2 separate regions of the Rattus norvegicus genome follow, and region 1 is linked to region 2. Evidence: chromatin contacts called from public Hi-C data. All regions are on one chromosome and are shown on one strand. The core of a region is the stretch at or near the end of the contact, and the rest is flanking DNA. Distances in the headings are between cores, read along the strand shown. Region 1 overlaps Pls3 (plastin 3). Region 2 holds the start of Pls3 (plastin 3).

What was found. A called contact is a pair of places that touch in the nucleus more often than the background predicts.
Region 1: a Hi-C map of liver shows a contact between it and region 2, with 4 times the contacts expected there. The contact joins the enhancer-like site here to the promoter of Pls3 in region 2. A contact is called at or near these places in 3 of 12 Hi-C or Micro-C datasets (Schwann cells, kidney and liver).

What each region holds. Positions count from the first base shown.
Region 1 is chrX:116,479,073-116,485,511 of GRCr8, forward strand. It overlaps Pls3 (plastin 3), which reads left to right. Exons shown (of 16, transcript NM_031084.1): 6 at 1,521-1,602; 7 at 2,362-2,527; 8 at 3,536-3,678; 9 at 4,920-5,015. Among named protein-coding and RNA genes, the nearest start is that of Pls3, 81 kb to the left of the region's middle. Within about 2 kb of position 1,684, at least 1 of the 93 cell types and tissues checked has an H3K27ac peak or open chromatin away from gene starts, as enhancers often do. A contact at or near this core is called in liver, where this site is marked.
Region 2 is chrX:116,398,447-116,405,775 of GRCr8, forward strand. Pls3 (plastin 3) reads left to right here and starts at 2,863. Exons shown (of 16, transcript NM_031084.1): 1 at 2,863-2,938.

The DNA of each region.
Region 1 (6,439 bases), core at 434-2,933, 79 kb after region 2:
CTGCTTTCCTCACTTTAGCTACATCTGAACCAGCAGTATCTTGGCAGGAGTGATGTAAGATTATCACTTGTCTGTTGCTGCTCTTGTTCTCAGAGATGGTTTTGCCACACTGTTCTAAAATAAGCTCATTATTGAAGTCTGGGTTCCTATGTAAGGCTTCCCACACAGTAGCTGTGTGGATGGGGTCCAGATAGTCAGAACCTTTTACATGTTCATGGCCTTGGTTTCCAAACTCAGCACATGAGAGCAAATGCCTGTAATCCCAGCACTCATGGAATGGGGTCAGACAAATATCTGTGAGTTCAAGGACAGCCAAGGAGACAGGGAGATCCTGTCCCAAAATAAAAAAGAAGGAAGGAAGGAAGGAAGGAAGGAAGGAAGGAAGGAAGGAAGGAAGGAAGGAAGGAAAGAACAGAAAAACAAAAGATAGAAGAAAAAGCAACAACAGAGCTAACCTGCCAGGCAGTGATGACACACACCTTTAATTCCAGCACTTGGATGGCAGAGGCAGGCAGATCTCTATAAGTTCAAGGCCAGCCTTGTCCACAAAGTGGATAGCCAGGACTACACATAGAAACCCTATCTTAAAACAAAACAACAGGGGTTGGGGATTTAGCTCAGTGGTAGAGCGCTTGCCTAGCAAGCGCAAGGCCCTGGGCTCAGTCCCCAGCTCCGAAAAAAAAAAAAAAAAGGAAGAAAAAAAAACAACAAAGCAAAACAAAACAAAATTAAAAACCCTCACAACCTTAGCATCACAAAAAAAACCCAAAAAGTAAAACTTAGATTTGGGTTATGTATGTATGCATGTGTTTGTGTGTATACATACATACATGTACATATGTATATATGTGTATATATATGTATATGGAATATGAATAATTTTTTCAGACCTGGGCACCCCAAAATGTCATCATATTTTATCTAATCTGCAGTTTGGACATATATATTTTGTGGTCAACGTGATAAACATCATCTGTGACATTTTGTTTTTATTTTATGTGTAGCTTCATGGGTTTATGTATACCACCTTGTGCACGTACCTGTGAAGGCCAAAAGAATGCCTAGAATCCCCTGAAACTGGAGTTAACAGGCAGTTGTGAGCTGTTCAGTATAGGTGCTAGGAGCCAAACCTGGGTCCTCTACAAGAGCAGTAATGTTCTTAACTCCTGGGCTATCTCTTCAGCCCCAGATCGAGTGCATTTTTTATATTGCATGAAAGATAGTTTATAATAAGCTTTAACATTCATGAAGATTTATCAAAGTGTTGTTGTTAGAGACAGGATTTCGTATGTCTCAAGCTAGCCTCAACTTGATATGTAGTCCAGGATGGCCTCGAACTCCTGATTCTTTTGCCTCCATGCTCTTGTGCTAGGAATATATATTTCTCCATGTCCTAGTTATGTGGTGCTGGTCACTGAACCCATGACCTCATACATGCTAGGTAAGCACTCTACAAAGTGAGATATTAACACCGAACTTTGTGGACTCTTTCAAAGTAAACCAACTTTTGTTTGTTTCAGCAAAATGATCAACCTTTCTGTTCCCGATACAATTGATGAGAGAGCAATCAATAAGAAGAAGCTTACACCCTTCATCATTCAGGTGTGAGGAGTTCTCTATTCTCTCTTCCATGAACTGTGATTTGAAACAGAGACCATACACTGTGTATTCTGTTTGCTGGCCTTTAATCTTTAGAGCAGCTCCGCGTGTGGAATGATCATTGATGTTTCAGTGAGCTGGAACTCAGAAAGGATTGCGGGGCTTGCTGGAAATTAACACTGGCACTTTTGAACTCAAAGCCCTGTGTTCCTTTCATTACCTATTGAGTTAAGATATCACCAAAATGAACAAAATGATCAAGCTCTTTCTTAGCTGGTGTGCTTAAAGGGTGGAGCGTTTTTGGTTTTCCACTGAATAAGTAGTAGATTAGTACAGCGAAGTGCCATCAGGCAGGAGTGACCTTGAGATAGATAGATTGGTCATTTCTAGAACCTGGATTTATGCCATATACTGTTGGACTCCAAATTTAGGCAGTTTTGGAAAAAATAACACCATGGATATATTGACTTTGGTGACTTGACATTTTTACTTTAGAATTGGCATAATTCCAAAGCAACCAGGTCAAAAGAAAAAGTCCATTCCCTGTAGAATTCTGCACAAAGATTACGAGTGAGGCTGAGGATTGTTGTCGCTTTGCTGCTTATTGCCCAACTCTGCCATTTGTTTTCTGTAAATGTGGGTGGATGAAATTAATACCTCTTGCTAATTTCTCAACTGAGCGGTATTTTCAGTGAAGGCTGAGGTGGACTGGGTGTGGAAAAAAAAAAGGTCAAGAAGTGCATAATTTGGTCTGTCTTCCAGGAAAACTTGAACTTGGCCCTGAATTCTGCTTCTGCCATTGGGTGTCACGTTGTGAACATTGGTGCCGAAGATCTGCGTGCCGGGAAACCTCATCTGGTCTTGGGACTGCTCTGGCAGATTATTAAGATTGGCTTATTTGCTGACATTGAATTAAGCAGGAATGAAGGTAATGGAACACAGTTGTTTTTTGAAAGATGTATATTGTTGATTTTTACTTTCTCTTCATGAAAACTGTCATGCTTGCACTTAACTGAGTTGAGCAGATGGAAACTAGAATAAATCCAGAGCTATTCAGAAAAACAACCTGTACATACACCTCTGTTCTTTATTTGTAGCTAATATGACAGTTCACATTGGATTTTTCTCTAAAGACAAAAATACACAGAGAAGTTGATATTAAGTGCCTTCCTTAGTCTCTCTCCACTTTAGAATTGTGTGTGTGCATGTATTTTTTTAATTTACTTATTATATTTATATAAGTACACTGTAGCTGTCTTCAGACACACCAGAAGAGGGCATCAGATCCCATTTCAGATGGCTGTGAGCCACCATGTGGTTGCTGGGAATTGAACTCAGGACCTCTGCAAGAGCAGTCAGTGCTCTTAATTGCTGAGCCATCTCTCCAGCCCCTGGTCTTCATACTTAAACTGCAAGCAATTTACCAAGCTCTTCTCTCCAGCCCCAGGCCTACTCTTGAGACAAGATCTAGCACTAAATCTGGAGCTTGCAAATTTGGCTAGATTGCCAGACAGCAAACCCCAGATACTGGCACACGCTCCACCCCACCCCAACCCTGCTTTCACCTCTGCAGCTCTAAAGGGTAGAGACTTGTGCTACCACGTCTGGCTTTTCACATGGGTGCTAGCAGTTGAACCTGGGTCCTCATGGTTTCACAGCAAGCCCTTTACTGACTGAGCCATGTCTTTAGCCCAGAGTTTGAGGACCTGGAAGTTAGGTCTCTATTACCAAAGTATCAAAAGACTGAAATGACGTATGATGCCTCATGCCTGTGATCCCAGCATTTGGGAGGTTGAGGCAGGGAGATCATGAGATTAGGGGAAGCATGGGAATGTTTCAAAGTAAAATGGTAGGAGAAAGGGAGAAAGAGCGTGCTCAAGTACTTGGCATGACCACTAGCACACAATATACTGACTGAGGCATTTCTGTCTACAAGCACTGGCGGCTTTGCTTCGAGATGGTGAGACTCTGGAGGAGCTTATGAAATTGTCTCCAGAAGAGCTTCTGCTGAGATGGGCCAACTTCCATCTGGAAAACTCAGGCTGGCAAAAGATCAACAACTTCAGTGCTGACATCAAGGTAACTATGCAAAGGGCCAGAGCATTCAGGGAGATGTGATGGCTTCAGAGATTTTTTTTATCCCATTTTAACAGAGACAAAAATTATAGGCTATCACCAGGCCCATGAGAGACAAAAGTCTCTCATGTTTTGAGATAAGGTCTTGCTATGTAGCTCAGGCTATACTAGACATGACTTTTGTAGACAATGCTAGCCTCAAACTTACTGTGATTCTTCTTCTGCCTCTTGAACACTGGTATACAGAGAGATACCACCATAGCTGGATGATTATCTTTCCATACACTGATGTTGTCGTTTGCTTTTGTTTTTGTTTACTAAAGAATGTCTCCTATGTTCCAAGATGGCCTCAAGTCTGCCATGTAGTTAAAGATGATGTGAGATGCTGTAGTCACATTTTGTGGGATGTTCAGGATTAAATCCAGGGTTTCCTCCATTCAAGGCAAGCACACTACTAACTGTGGCCATTATGGTTTTTTCAAATGTGATTTGACTCTGTAGCCCAGGTCGGCTTGTGTCAACCAGGCTGGCTTCAAAACTGCAATCTTCCTGCCTCTGGCTAAAAACTATATACAGGCATATGCTGAAATGCCTAGTCAGTGGAAATCTTTATTAGGAATTCTGCTTTGAATACTTTTGAAAATCAAAGAATGCTTGCATTTATTGACCATGTGAAGCCTTAACCTCAATCCCCATCACTGTGGGAGACGGGGGAGAGACGAGCATGTTTTGTTAAGTGAGTTCTGACCTTAAAAGGTTAAATTTTATCTTGCCAACTATATGTGTTTCTCATTTAAGCTTTTCTAAATTTCAACTTTTTATATAATTAAATATATAATTAACATAACAAGTGTTGTTTCCTTAGGTCGATACCCATCTTGCTTTGTAATGTGTCCATTTTCTCTTTCCCTATGCTTCCTGGATTTCTGCTCTTCTATTTCATGGTTGTTTATTTGTCAAGCTCCTTGACTTCAGTAATTCAGTGAAGGTACAGAAATGCTTAATAGCTTTATTGGGTTGATGGCATCAATAAACTGTAAAGTCAGAACAAAATCAAGCTCAAAGAGAGGTGGAAAGCCAGACAGATGGACTTTTCCTGGGAGAAATATCTCAAATAAGAAGACAGAGAAGAATGCCATATATTATCGCCAAAGCTGATCCAAACGTCCTCGTCAACAAGGGACAATACGATGCAGTTACTCTTTGTAAATGTGCTCACACTGGTATGTTTGATTCTTTTGTAGGATTCCAAAGCCTATTTCCATCTACTCAATCAAATTGCACCGAAAGGACAGAAGGAAGGGGAACCACGGATAGATATTAACATGTCAGGTTTCAACGTAAGTATAGGTGCCTTTTCAAATTCTAGTCTTTTCCCATTGTTTCTTTTTTTTCCCTTTGGTTTCGATGAGGCAAACTCTTGCTACGTAATGCTGTAACCTGCTTGTATTAGACTCATAGAGAGTCCACCTGCCTCTGTTTTCTATGTATTGGGTCTAAAGCTTTGTGCTCCCATACCCAAATAATTTTGCATAAATTCTATCAAAATGTTTATGTAACTTCATGTAGTGGTGTGTGGTGTTGACACTTTTAAGGTTTTTTTAAAGAGGATTTGATACATGTGACTCTTAGAAGAGAAAGTATCCTGATTTATTTTGATAACTTGTGAGGTCCATAATTTTGATGGTAGTAGATTTTATGAATGACATAAACATTCAAAGAGAGTATGGGGGAAGAAGCTTATTCCCCACGGTAGGGGTAAAGGGCTAGTCTATGCATTAAGGGAACTATCTGTGGTAGCTTGTCCTCTTGAAATAAAATTACAGTCATGCTCAGAGGTGCGTCTCCAAGTTCATTTGAAATCAAGGTGAGTTGACAGCTAAGATGATCCATCCCAACAGCAAATCCTCCCTGAATGATGTTTGATTCATCCCCCAAAATCCATCCAGGCTTCCCCTACTGGCTCTAGAATTTGGTCTCTCTGCTTAGCATTTAAATTCCTACAAAATATTACTCATCACTTTCAGTCTGCCCCAAAAACCTCTTTTCACCTGCATATAGCTGTCTTAGACTTTACCAAACATTCCTCCCCTTTCAGTTTTTTAAGACAGGGTTTCTTTGCATAGCCCTGGTTGTCCTGAAACTCAATATGTAGACCAAGCTGGCCTTAAACTCAGAGATCTGCCTGCCTCTACCTGCCTCTACCTCTTGTGTGCTAGGATTAAAAGCGTGTGCCACAACCACCCAGCCCAAACATCCCTTTTAAGTCCAAGCCCATGCTTGCAAGTTTTTTCAGATATGTTCTTTAAGTAAAAAATTAAGGGTCTGGAGAGATGGCTCAGCCAAGTACTTGCTGCTCTAGCAGAGTGCTCTTTTTAGGCTTCCAACCTTTAACTCCAGATCTAGGAGATCCAAATGCCTTCATCTTCTATTCAGGCATTTGGGAATGAGAGAGATTTAAAAAAAGCTGTTTTGAAAATAAAATGTTTTTCTGAAACTATCCATATTTGAAGACAAGTCTTCAAAGGTTGGGTAATGGCTTCATTCCCTTTGCACGTTGCCATGAGCCTTAATCTCAATGGAATGCTTTATTCAGTCCTTAGATGTATTCTGGCGCCATCTTGGGGAATTTAAAAGTACTACATATTGCATGCCTCGTTTTAACATTCAAAACCAATTTTATAAGTACCGTGTGTTAGCTGAAAGAGCTATGCTTTACCCAACCTATGATTAGATTATAGATGAAATGTGTGTGTATATATAC
Region 2 (7,329 bases), core at 1,613-4,112:
TCCTTCTGTAGCCCAAGCCGGCATCTGCCTCCTGAATGCTGGGATTATAGATAAGTGCAGGCATTCTACAGTGCAGAATTATTACATTCTGCCTTGTTTTACTTTACATTTAATCAGTCAATTAATTAAACATGTGCTTATGCAGGACTCATAGGGGCTCACAGAGACTGAAGTAAAAATCACAGACCCTGTATGGGTCGAAGCTAGTTCCTCTGCAAACATTTTATGGTTGTATAGCTTGGTGTTCTTGTGGGACTCCTAACAGTGGGATGTGGGCTGTCTCTGACTCTTTTGCCTGCTCTCGGGAATCCTTTTCCTCCTACTGGGTTGCCTCATCCAGCCTTGAGATGAGGATTTGTGCCTAGTCTGACTGCGTCTTGTTTTGCCATGTTCAGTGGGTATCCCCCAGAGGCCTGCTGGGAGGGGGAAGGGGTGGGGAGGGACTGAGAGGGGTGGAGGGAGGGGAAACTGCATTTGGGATGAGAGAAGAATAAAAGTTCTGTAAAAGGTGTTTCTGTACCTGTAAGTGCAATCCACTCATGAGGTGAGAATATGTATTAGAGGACACCTTCCAGACTTGGTCCTCTCTTTCCACCTCACGTTTCTGGAACTGAATACAGATAGTCAGGCCTTTACTTATGGGGCCTTCTTATTGGCCCTCTCTGCCTTATTTTAAATTCTAGAACTAGAAAACCACGGGAAAATGGAATACATGCTACACTTGAAAAACTCACCTGTACTGGAAGACTGTTGTTACTCCCCTGATAAATTAGAGATTCTACCTTAAAAGGAGGCGGGGACTATTCACTAGGGACTGGCACAGGAAAAGTCGCAGACGTAACCTTCCCTATTTAGTGTGTCCAAAAATTGTGAGTAAAGTGTGCCAGTGACCACACCAAGCCTTTGGGCCAATTACTGAAAACTAGGACTCTCCTTCGGGAGCCTCCTAGAATTGTGCATGGCAATACTGTGCATGCTTTCCCCAGACTACATCAACATAACAGCTATGTACTGTCTCTGAAAAGCATGAGTGCTTATTCATTTCTTGCTCACCTTTCTGTGCCTTTTGTAAGGTCTCCTAGTTGGCTAATCATTGACTAATATTTAACAAGGCTTTTCCCCAGTGCCAAGTATTTCCCTGCTGGTCTAGCCTCTAGGCACTTGTGCACCCCTCCCATATTTAAGAAGGCCTAGAATTCACTACAAGCCCTATGCTTCCCTATCATTTCAGCAATCCTCCTGCCTCAGCTTCCTGAATACTGGGGTTACAGATATAAAACTACCATGTCCAGAGCATGTCCAGAGCTCCTCTATGAAAACGTGTAATTATAGGTTCTAGATATATTGTGACAAAACATATATTATTTAAATTAATTCTAACTTTATACTTTTTATAATAAAATCCTTAAAATAGTTCATAGATCACACAACTTTTAGTAGTCAAATATGAATTGCATTTTTATTTATGTGGTGTGTTTGTGTGGGGGGTGTGGGGGTGTGTGGGTGCTGCCCATATTCTAAGGCACCTGACTAGAAGTCAGAGGACAGCTCTCCCTTTCCACCCCTTGGGTCCAGGGATGGAGTTCGTGTGGGCAGCTGTGGCAAGTGCCTTTTCACACTAAGCTGCTTTGCTGGCCCTTGCATTCAATTTTTAAGCTCCTCTTATTTTGGGATCCTTCTCTGGCATATGTACCATGGAACTCACCTGAACTAACTGTAAATTTTTACCAAACTTCCCAAGCAGACTCTTCCTGGACAACAGCAGCAGCAAGAACAACAAGAACAAGAACAACAACAACAACAACAACAACAACCTGTTTAGGGCTGGAATGCTGCCAAGCAGGAAGTACTCAGGACTTTTCTACAGTTCTCTTATAAAACAATCTAGTCAGGGTTCAGGGGGACACTTTAACTTTGGCCCTCCAGGCTGATTTTGGAGCTAGGATGAGCCAAAGGATTGAAAAACAGATACAGAGGGGAACCGTGTGACAGTGGCAAAGGGGCAGAACTGTGGGTTTCTAGGAAGGTGAAAGGAAACCTCATGTCCCCCAAATTGTCTCAGGGAAAAGGACAGGGAGGAGACCCCAAGCACTAGCGACTGCTCCAGTGCAACCCAGTGATTTCTACCACTTCTTCCTTCTCTCACCCACTTCTTACTCCTCTCCTCCTCTCAAGGACAAAGCTACCAGACAAGTGATTTAAGCCAACAATTCATTTGGCTGGTGCCAGATACACAAGGGCCTTTCCCTGACTCTGATGAAATGGGTGTGTTGGCGCTAGGTCGTTATTCCAGTACTAGATTGTTGAGCGGAGAGAACGCCAATTTGAGGCTACATAGTGTGATCCTCTCTCAAAACAAACCAAGTAAAAACAAAGAGACAGTAGCTGGGAGGTTCCCCCCTCGGAGTCCTTTGGTGCCAGGTCTGAAGAGATCAAAATGAAGTACTATACCTTCTTAATAAAGAGAAAAAACGACACTGTCACACCCCGCCCCCATACCTGACTTAAATGGGCGACATGCTCCGAAATTCCCAACTTTACAGTCATTTCAGTAATGTTTTTCGAAACATGAATTCCAAGCCAAGCACCTTGGACTTACTTCTAAGTTCTTCCACAAGGTAGGGAATGGAAAAACAGGCTCGCAAACACAGAGTTCCAGTCCCCATCCCTCCTCAGTGCCCATCCCTGCCCTTGCCCGGTCTCTGGGCTCCCCACCCAGTTGATGTGACAGGCTCCTGGCCCAATCCCCTTCCTGGTTCCCAGGCCACTGGTGAACACCACCAGAGCCAATGGCTGAGGCCGCAGGGCGGAGGGGGCTGGCGAGAGGGGAGGGAGCGCTGGCTTTAGAAGCACAGCTGCAGAGATTCCTAGGGGCAGAAGTTGTCTGAGAGCTTGGTCGGAAGCAGTAGGGCCAGATCAGCGACTCTGCGACTTTTACGTAAGTGCTTTGCAGCTCCGAGGGCTCGAGGGGAGCCGGTTTCCTGGGCGTGGGGAAGAGTGGGTCCTGGTGAGAGCATCTCCCGGAACCTCAGCAGGAACGCGCCTTATACTAGGGGGCGGGGGTTGGGCAAAGGGGGAGATCGAAGAAAATTTCTTCTGGAGTCCGAGGCTCTACTCCCGAGCGACCTTCGCCACCCGGATAGGTGGGAGCTCCAAAGGGTTCCCGATTACCACCCTCTGCCATCACTTTTTCTGCTCTTCGTTGTGACTACTCTCTAGTTCCTCCTAACTTGTTGCCCACCACAGGCGGAAGGGCTTAAAAGCCAACCCTTACCCAGATTCCCTAAGGCGGCGACCACCCCTGAAGTGGAAACCCTATGCCTAACTTCCCTCAGCCTTCCTTTTCTGGCTACTGCCTTTCCTCAACCCATCCCTCCCTCCCTCCTTCTCAGCCACTGGGAAATGCCGGAGCCAGCAGCCTAGGTCATCTCCCGCTAGTTCCCATTTGCCCGCTCTAGGTGACCTGGCTGGTTCCTGAGGACCCCGAGGCTCCCAAAGGGGCGGGACGCGGAGCGGGTGCGGTGGCCCCTAGGAGGAACCTGGCCTCTGCTGCCCACCTTCCGCCCGCTCCCCTCCCCAGCCCTAACACGGAGCTTCGGGACCGCGCTGCGACTCCCTATGAGTAAGCAGTTTTTTTTTTTTTCCTTTCGGTGGCAGAAGCTCTCCAGGCTAGCCCAGAGGTACCTTTCGGTTCTTTCCCCAAGCAGCGCCCTGGCGGTCAGCTTGCGTCCGGATGACTCTGGTTGTGGAACTCAGAGCTAGGAGCAGGGCGGCAGCACCGCACCGGGACCGCTCTGGGATCCTTGGGAGGCTGAGCAGAGATGGTGGCTGTAGCCCTGTTCCCAGACTCAGCTGCACTTGCCTGTGTTTACTTTTCTCCGCCAGCTTACTTTAGCGACCTAATGAGAGGCCTGGGGACGCCAACTAACCCTGCGGTCGCCAGTCCCAAAGTTGCTGCTGCTCCACTAGGTCAAGTGCTGACGGTCCCGAACCTCCGCCTGGCTTCAGGCCCTTGCTTGCTTTGCTGACAGTTTACATCCTGAAGACTCACTGTTCACTTGAGCCATATAACTACACCAGAGGTGCAGGTCTAGCTTGGATTTAAACTGGGGCGCCTAGTCACATTAGAACCAGACCTGAGGGATGTTTCTTCCGTCGCCCTTCCTCTTAGGGATAATGTAGACAGGGTGAGGGGCTTGGGTGGTTATGGTAGGTGGAAGATGTAGATGAAGTTAAAAAAAACCTACTGAGCAGTCAGCCTTTACTCCATTTCAAAATCAAAATGGGTTTGGGAGGCTAAAATTGAACCCGGAGATGCAGTTTACTGTGAATTGCAACTTAATGGCCGAGGTCCCACACATGCCAATTGGCATCACGTGTCTTAAGTCTCTGATGCCCCTAGGGTAATGATCACATGACCTCTTTTGACTTTAAAACTGGAATGCAATGGCTGAGGCCCATATTCCCCAAACTACGAAGCTAAAAGTGGAGGGGGGGCGGGGGCGATGTGTGTCAGCTTCCACTGAAGGGTTTTCTTGGATTTGCCTGAGGGAGCAGAAAGTGATCTGTTACTGTGGTTTTAAGAAAAAGAAAATGAAGCAGAATATTAAAAAATTAAAAGAGCTGCTTTTGAGACAAAGGCTTCAAATGTACTGAATGTTGTGACATACGTCACTGTTTCCCAGAAATTCCACATTCCTTTTCTAAATTTTAAACATCGTTTTAAAATCATCTTCTAAGAAAGCTAACGTTTAACTCATGTCCTATTTCATCCCTAAATGACTAGTTTTGAAGCAGTATCCCACTGATAGTGTTAAAAAATAGACCATCTCTACCCTTTAATCTAGCCTATACTATCCTCAACTTCGGGCGTCTATTTAAAGGTGGCGAACAATTCCTCGTGTAAAATTAACTCTCAGTTATCTGTTGTTTGGAAATAATTGGCTCCGAAACCACACCCAAACCTACTTGATAAGAAATTTCCAAAATTGCTTGGGTTTTGTGCTAAGTAGTGGTTTGATGAGAAAGAAGACTATGAAAGGACTTTCCCATATTCTATCCTATATTGGAATTGCGTCTGGGGAAAAAGTGGAGGTTTCACTATTGAGTTTATATATTGTCAAGTAAGAAACAGTGTAGAACAGCCACATGTGCTGGTGGCAAGTGATTGTAGTTGCAGCACTTGGGAGGCTGAGGCAGGGGCATCAGCTGTCTAAAGTCAAGAAGGACTTCGTGATAACCTGTGTCAAGCAATCAGTGTATGAGTTAAGGAAACAGAGAAGTGGAAGAAAAGAAAAGGAAAGGGAAACACGTAGAGGAGTCACCAAGGTCAGGAATTTAAAAGTCGCACGTACTTGCAAAAACAGGCTCAGTTCACACATATTAGTTCTTAAAATCAAGTACTTAAAATCAAAGACCCCTCAAAAGGGAAATAAGGGTTAGGGGTCGAAGACCCTCCAGAGATGGTTTACATGATAAAAATACTTCTATCAGTCCTGACTACTTAAGTCCAACCCTCTGGACCTATTGGATAGCAGAGAACTAACTCCTGTAACTTGTAACAGGTCCCTCTAACCTTTACACAGCACTTCTTAGCATACTCTATGTGTGCATATATTCATATCACACACACACACACACACACACACACACACACACACAGTATTTTTTAAAGTAACTGGGAACATTTAAATGACTTTTGCTTTGCCTCTTTCTTCCCAGACTTTTTATTTCAGTAACCTCTGAATACCTTGTGCACTCCATTTTCAGTGTACATAGGATTCTGAGCCTGAAAAGGACACCTATGTTAAAAGCACACGGTCCTGATGTGCAGGCCAGCCTGTTGCACAGATTATCTAGCAATGGATATAAACTGTACCTGAACTCCTAGAGATGAGCCCCCCTAGTGGAAGTAAGGTGACAATATAATTTTAGAGTGAATTTCTAATAAAGATTTACCTTTAAAAAAATAGCCAAAGTGTTTCTACAACTCAGCTCTGGTTACAAGTAGACACTAATAACCATTGTTAATTTCCTAGTTTTAAAAGATGTTTAGATAGATAGATATAATGATACTAGCTAGGTGAAGATTTAAAAAAAAAAACTATATGATTGTTGTTTTTCTGTCAAGCCGAATTATTTCAGATTAAAAATGTTTTAAAGCCAGCATTTAAGTGGCAGATGCAGAGGAACCAGGGACTCTAGGATATCCTCAGCTAGCCTTGCTTCAGTGAGAGCCCATCTAAATAAGGCAAGAAGAAAAAGGTTTTAAATTGCTTATTTTTTTTAGATATTTAGATATGGTTTTCTTTTTTAATCATTGTTTAATTTTTTTCATACAGTATAGTTGGATAATATTTCCCCCCCAGCCCTCCCAGATGCTGCTCATCTAACTATATGATTCCTCTCTTTCCCAAAACAAAATGAAAATCAAAGAAACAAAAAACAATTCAAGCAAAACATCCCAGTGTGAAATCATTTCTAAGAGGTGGAACCCTCCTGAAGAGCAGGGCTGCAGGGGGTATAAGTCATGTCAAAACAGAATCATGAGCCTGGAAGATGTTCAGTGAGTAAAGGCACTAAACCAAGCCTGAGAGCCTGAATTAGATCCCTGTATCACATAATAGAAGTTGAGACTTTCTTATGGGGATGCAATCCCCTTCAGCTACTTCAGTCCTTTAACTCCTCCAAAGGGAACCTCCTCCTCAGTTTAGTGGTTGTTGTGAGCATCTCCCTCTGTATCTGTCATGCTCTGGCAGAGCCTCTCAGGAGACACCTATATCAGGCTCCTGTCAGCATGCACTTCTTGGCATTAGCAATGTTGTCTGGATTTGCAGTCTGTATATGGGTTGGATTCCCCAGGTAGGGCAGTCTCTGGATGGACTTTCCTTCAGTCTCTGCTCCATACATTGTCTCCATATTTTCTCCTGTGAGTATTTTTGTTCTCTCTCCTAAGAAGGACTGAAGCATCTGCACTTTGGTCAACTTCAAGAAGTTCTTGGGCTTCATGTGGTCTGGGAATTGTTTCTTGGGTATTCCAAGATTTTGGGCTAATATCCACTGATCAGTGAGTGCATACCATGTGTGTTTTTCTGTGATTGGGTTACCTCACTCAGGATGGTATTTTCTAGTTCATTCCACTTGCCTGTGAATTTCATAAAGTCATTGTTTTTGATAGCTGAGTAGTACACCATTGTGTAAATGTACCACATTTTCTGTATCCATTCCTCTGTTGAAAGGCATCTGGGCTCTTTCCAGCTTCTGGCTATTATAAATAAGGCTGCTATGAACATAGCGGAGCGTGTGTCTTTGTTATATGTTGGGGCACCT